Regions from separate parts of the Gossypium hirsutum genome. Here region 1 is linked to region 2. A link is a contact called in public Hi-C data. All regions are on one chromosome and are shown on one strand. Each heading gives the region's core, a stretch centred on a gene start, on an enhancer-like site or on the middle of the called end of the contact. The rest is flanking DNA. Distances are from core to core; before and after follow the strand shown.

Region 1 (2,967 bases), core at 158-2,657, 37 kb after region 2:
TGTGAGAACCAACGAGTTAAAGATGAGGCTCCCAGAAGGGAAACAGATACTGTTGCTGGTTATCCAAAGACTGCTGCACGGCCACCACCTAGGGTGCCATCAGGTACCAACTCTTATGCTTTTACTAAAAACTACTGAACCGTTAGGTATGCATGCCCGTTTGTTACGCCATTTAGCTGATGCCAGATTTTTTCTTAAACCTCTTGTTTTGTACAGCTAAACCAGGGAGAATCGTTGGATCTGTCGTACCTTACGAGAATGGGAAAAACACTAAAGATGGTTTCGATTCTAAAATCATTTACAGACATGCAGTGCTTCCTCCGCAGAACATCTCCCCCCATTGTTTCTACCGAACCACCACCAAACATCAAGAGAAATCCGGAATACAACCTCAGTTTACTATGGTGGCAAAACCAGCCCCAGGAATGGTTGTCGACATTAACAACCACCTCTATTACCATCCGCAAACCAAGTCTGACCAATTAACCGATAGATTACCGATTGATGCAAAACTTCTACACGCACAAACCCAGTTTGGTGCAGTTGGTGCTGCTGCGGTGGCTGTAGCCGCCCACATGAATGTAGGGACAGTTCAATACGGATTGTCTTAAAAACTGATATTTGCACCTCAGATGAGGGTAGATTGGGGATAAATATTTGTGGAGGGTGGTTGAGCTTATGAATGCCATTTTTGGCGATTGCTCTTTCCCATTGTCTTCTAATTTATTCCCTTTTGTAATTATAGGTTGTATCATTGGATTCTATAAAAAATCAAATAAATTGGTTCAAGTTGTTAGGAGGAGACTCAGTACCACTACTTGCATTCACACCCAGATTTTTGCCTAGTTGGACAAAGCATTATAAAATATTGTTCAATCATTTTATTTTGTTTTCAAATTTCAATTTGTATTACAGAAACAACAGACACACACAATATTGACTTCTTTTGTAGGCTTTGTTGCATGTACACAATATTGGAAGAATGGTAAAATATTTTGAAATATGATCTAATTAACAAGGTTTTTTCAATGTAAATTTTATTAATTTGACTTAAATTTAATAAATTTAACTGTAAAATTTACACATAATATAAAGCTTGTTAATATTTGAGTGACTAGTGATGTAGTTCACTCATAAATTTTTGTACTTATGAAAATAAAAATATTAATATAAATGCAGATTTTACTGGTAATGAAAAAATAAAACATTTATAAAAATAATAGATATGATAAATAATATATAAATACAAGCATAAGCATAATTTTTTCCTAATCTTATTTTTATTTATGATCACCACAATTTTGTGTTATACAAGTAAAATATTTTTTTGGTGGGAATTAGGAAATAAATAAAATTATTCATAAATTCATAATATTTGTAAATATTTCTTTTAAAGCCTTCAAATTTGGGCTTTAGGCCATTTAAAACCAAATTCTCTTCCAAAATCCAAACCCACACAGCGGCTTATCCTTCTCTTCCTAATCCCACAATTTTTCTCTGTTATTCTCTCTGCTTTGAGACTCAGTGGACAGCCATAGTCACCAAGGTCAGTCTTGCTCTTTATTTCATTTTGCCTTTTTAAATCAATTTCAATATGATAGTTTCGTATTCAAAGATTGGCATTGTTAATTACATAAAGCTAAAAGCTTTTGTTTTTCCCTTTTTTTCTTTTTAAAATAGGAAACAGAACACTGTTAATGGCTTCAAGGACTTTCCTTTGCTTCAACCATGGGAAATTTTTGCTACCCTTTACTACAACCAAGTTTATTCCTGCTTCTAGAAGACCCATAAAAAGTTTGAGCTTTTCTTCCGTAAGTTGCAGCCTAAACACTCCTCAGCCAACCGTTGAACCGAAATTTCAAATGGGTAGCACCCCAAATGTTGTCAAAATACTTGAAGAAAGAGGATTGCTTGAATCCATAACCAATGAAAATCTCAGGTTGGTTTGTTCAGACCAAACTGCTGGTCCTCTCAAAGTTTATTGTGGTTTTGACCCAACTGCTGAGAGCTTACACTTGGGTAACCTTTTGGGGCTCATTGTTCTCTCTTGGTTCCAAAGATGTGGTCACAGAGCTGTTGCCTTGATTGGTGGAGCTACTGGTAGAATTGGTGACCCTTCTGGGAAAAGCCAAGAAAGACCTGAACTTGATTTGGAATCATTGGAAAAAAACATTGCTGGGATCATGGAGATTGTAAATAAGATTCTTAGTAAAAATGCAAATTTAGGTTCTGAACAAAACTCTAACTTTGTGATTTTAAACAATTATGATTGGTGGAAAGAGGTTAGGTTGCTCGATTTTCTTAAACAAGTCGGTCGATATGCAAGGGTGGGGAGTATGATGAGTAAGGAGAGTGTTAAAAAGAGGCTGGAATCTGAACAAGGGATGAGCTATACTGAGTTTACTTATCAGTTGTTGCAAGGATATGATTTTTTATACCTTTTTAAGAATGAAGGTGTGAATGTACAAATCGGTGGGAGTGATCAGTGGGGTAATATTACTGCTGGGACTGAGTTGATAAGGAAGATTTTACAAGCTGAAGGAGCTTATGGATTGACATTTCCACTTTTGTTGAAGAGTGATGGCACCAAGTTTGGAAAATCGGAAGACGGTGCAATTTGGCTTTCACCGTCTATGTTGTCTCCATATAAGTTTTATCAGTATTTCTTCTCTGTTCCAGATGCAGATGTGGTGAGGTTCCTCAAAATTCTTACGTTCTTGAATATGGAAGAGATAAATGAGTTGGAAAGTGCAATGAAAAAACCTGGCTATGTGCCAAATACAGCTCAGCGGAAGCTTGCTGAGGAAATTACTCGTTTTGTTCATGGTGAAGATGGTTTAACCGAGGCTCTTAAGGCAACTGAAGCTTTGAGACCAGGATCCGAGACGAAATTGGATTGGGAAACTATTGAAGGGATTGCTGAGGATGTTCCATCTTGCTCCTTGCCTTACACCGAAGTGTTGAATC
Region 2 (3,032 bases), core at 511-3,010:
GTTTCCTTCATGGTGAATAACGTATCAGAGATTCCTCCGCACTTGTCACCCAATTGTGAAATTCTTTCGACCTTATTACTACAAAACAATAAGTGCTTGGAAAGGATTTCAGAATCATTCTTTCAGCACATGCATAGTCTCAGCATTCTTGACCTTTCTTATACCAGTATCAAGCAATTGCCCAATTCCGTATCAAACTTGCAAACGCTCATTGCATTGGTGCTTCGTGGATGCAACAAGTTGAGATATGTGCCTTCACTAGAAAAGCTTAAGGCTCTACGAAAGCTAAACCTCCGTGATACAGCTATGGAAGAGGTGCCTAAAGGTTTGGAAATGTTAGTAAATCTGACATATCTTGATTTATCTACTGAAAGCTTAAAGGAGTTCCCAATGGCAATTCTCCCTCAGCTTTCCTGTCTGCAATATTTGATATTTTACAGTAAATCATGTACTGTAAAACTGGATGGATCGGAAGCTGCCAGATTAAGGAAGCTAGAGAAATTTGAAGGGAGATTTAATGAGTTGACAGACTTTAATGACTACACCGACTCTATACGAGGTCAAAGTCTTACTTCTTACTTGCTTGTCATGGCACCACCTGAAGCCAAGTTTAAAGTCAAAGAGGGAACCAGAAAATTAAAGCTCAAGTATGATGGTCCAGGAGACATCACAGTCCCAAAACTAATGAAAATGATAGAAGCATTACAAGGTACGATCGAATCAAATCTATATTATGTTAATCTACTTTTATGATATTAATTTCGTCGGTGTTGATATTCATATTCCTTTTTGTTATTGAATTTTTTATTCAAAACATATCGAGTTAACTATAAATACAATATTTAAATGAAGGACAATAACAGAAAATTTTTTTGAGGATCGAAATTAAAGTATATATTTGTATGATGGTAAAAATATAATTTTATCATCTTAATAGTCTATATCTTTATAATTTTTAGAGAAATAAATTAAAATTTTATATTTTTGAGGAATTAAAATACAGTTTTACTATTACTAATTTAAAAATAAAAAATTTTCAGGCTGCCCGGCTTAGCCACTGATTCAAATTATTTGGTACCAAAGTAAAAAATAAAAAGTACATTTAGCCACTTAAGCTTTCAAAGTTTTTATTAATATGGTCCAAACAATAATCAAACCAGCTTATGTCGCATCAAAATCAGTTTTCAACATTTCATAATCATATTTTGAGGAAATTGAAACATGAGAAATGCTTTATAAATATATAATTGATTAAAGCCAATATTCAAGAATAATTTATAAATACTTTTATTTGCAGCTAAATATTGAATATCTGTGGAATCTGTGTCCTTTGTATATTTGCATTTTATTTATTTTGAGCATACCTTTTATTTCTTTTCGCATATTTTTAACGGTTGAAGGTGTGGAATATGTGGCCATTAAAGAGATAAATGGACAAGTGAAAGTGAAAGTGACTGGTGACAGGACGGATGTTACGCTGACTAAATATATCGATCTTCAGCAATTGTCTCTGGGTCCAAACCGGAGGGGGTTTCGCTCTGTTTTACACAAGGAAGTAATTTTAAGTGGATGCCAGATCGGAAGAGATCCAGTGATTCTTCCAACTGATCTTATGCTTCTGAGAATTTTTGAATCCCACAATGTGAGAAGCTTAAGCGATATCTCCATATTCTTCCAACAAGCAAGCCAGTTAAGGTTCTGTTCAGTTGAAGATTGTAAAGGGATAGAATCCATTCTCGACTCGTCGTACTCGAACTCGCTGTGCAGTCCACTTGAGAACCTTGAGTACTTGTGGCTTGAAAGGTTGGATAATTTGCATGTGCTTATTAAATTAGAAGCACCTCTATCTATTTCTAGGTCACTGCCTCTACTAGGCATCTTTTCTCATCTTAAATCATTTGTGATTAAAAAATGCCTAAACATGAAGCGGCTCTTCCCATTTAAGCTAGCACATGACCTTCAATACCTGGAGAATCTGGTGGTTTGTGATTGCGTACAAATGGAGGAAATAATATCATCAGAGGAAGAGAATCACAAGGGAAACGGAATAAACACCCCCATGAAATTCAGTTTTCCCAATTTAAGGGAGTTAAGATTGAAGAACTTACCAGAGCTGAAGAGCATATGCAGTTCAAATAGGGAAATGGTATGCAACTCTCTTATGAAAATCGAAGTAAAGAAATGTACCAATCTAAAAAGGATGCCTCTGTATCTTCCTCTTTTTCAAGATACACACCAATCAGCTCCTTCTGCTCATCCTTTTTTACTAATCCGCATAGATCCAATGGAGTGGTGGGAATCAGTAGAGTGGGACTATCCGAATGCTAAGGAGGTTCTGCGACCTTGGTTGAACTTGTATTAGCGCTGCTGGAAGCCTTTGCTGTTCATATCAAATTCCGGATCAAGCTAAACAGTGAGTCTTCATTTGTTGTTTTTATTTCTAGAAAAAAAATTGAAGATTTTTTATTCTACCAAAAAGAAAACGGGAAATCTGCAAGAAGAGGATTATGATTGGCAAAATAGAGACCAAAGAGAACAAAACTATTACTAATGTTTGAAACAAATTTAGATCAATTAGCATCATGCTTTGTTACCAGCTGTAGGCCAAATTGGTTGAAAATGGTTTCAGTAAAGCACGGTCTCATTTGCTTCTTTGTTTAACCCCAATGGTTAGGCTTGCTCTAGAACCCTTGAGATTCTCATTATGACATTAATGATTTGAATGAACCAACAGCCCCTTTTTCTTCTTTATTTTGTAACTGCAAGCTTTAAGTTGATATAAATATGTTTTCCAATGTAGTATTCTTGTTTGCTTAGATCAATGTCAAAAACCTTGCCTCTAATGCTTCCCTTACTTCTCCACTTTTTTTTTTTTTAAATTCTTTGTGGGGTCTTATTAAATACAGGTTGTTTATGCCATTCTAAAGCTTGCAAAGCAGTTGGCTTGACAATCAAATCTTGGAGAAACAAGTCAACCCAACTCATCACTGTACCTTCATTCTTCTGTGGTGGTTCTATCTTTGATGTGGTAC

The links. Hi-C and Micro-C count contacts between places; a contact is called where the count stands out from the background.
Region 1: a contact with region 2 is called in a Hi-C map of fibers, with 2.6 times the contacts expected there. The contact joins the promoter of LOC107928115 here to the enhancer-like site in region 2. A contact is called at or near these places in 16 of 34 Hi-C or Micro-C datasets (callus, fibers, hypocotyl and 2 more).

What each region holds. Positions count from the first base shown.
Region 1 is chrD01:4,290,486-4,293,452 of Gossypium_hirsutum_v2.1, forward strand. LOC107928115 (tyrosine--tRNA ligase, chloroplastic/mitochondrial) reads left to right here and starts at 1,408. Exons shown (of 2, transcript XM_016859290.2): 1 at 1,408-1,546; 2 at 1,681-2,967. The coding sequence starts at 1,698. It overlaps LOC107928111 (mitogen-activated protein kinase 19-like), which reads left to right. Exons shown (of 10, transcript NM_001327282.1): 9 at 1-103; 10 at 217-611. The coding sequence ends at 611.
Region 2 is chrD01:4,252,826-4,255,857 of Gossypium_hirsutum_v2.1, forward strand. It overlaps LOC107928037 (putative disease resistance protein At4g10780), which reads left to right. Exons shown (of 7, transcript XM_041086818.1): 5 at 1-709; 6 at 1,401-2,413; 7 at 2,907-3,032. The coding sequence ends at 2,362. Among protein-coding and RNA genes, the nearest start is that of LOC107928075, 17 kb to the right of the region's middle. Within about 2 kb of position 1,761, at least 4 of the 9 cell types and tissues checked have an H3K27ac peak or open chromatin away from gene starts, as enhancers often do. A contact at or near this core is called in fibers, where this site is marked.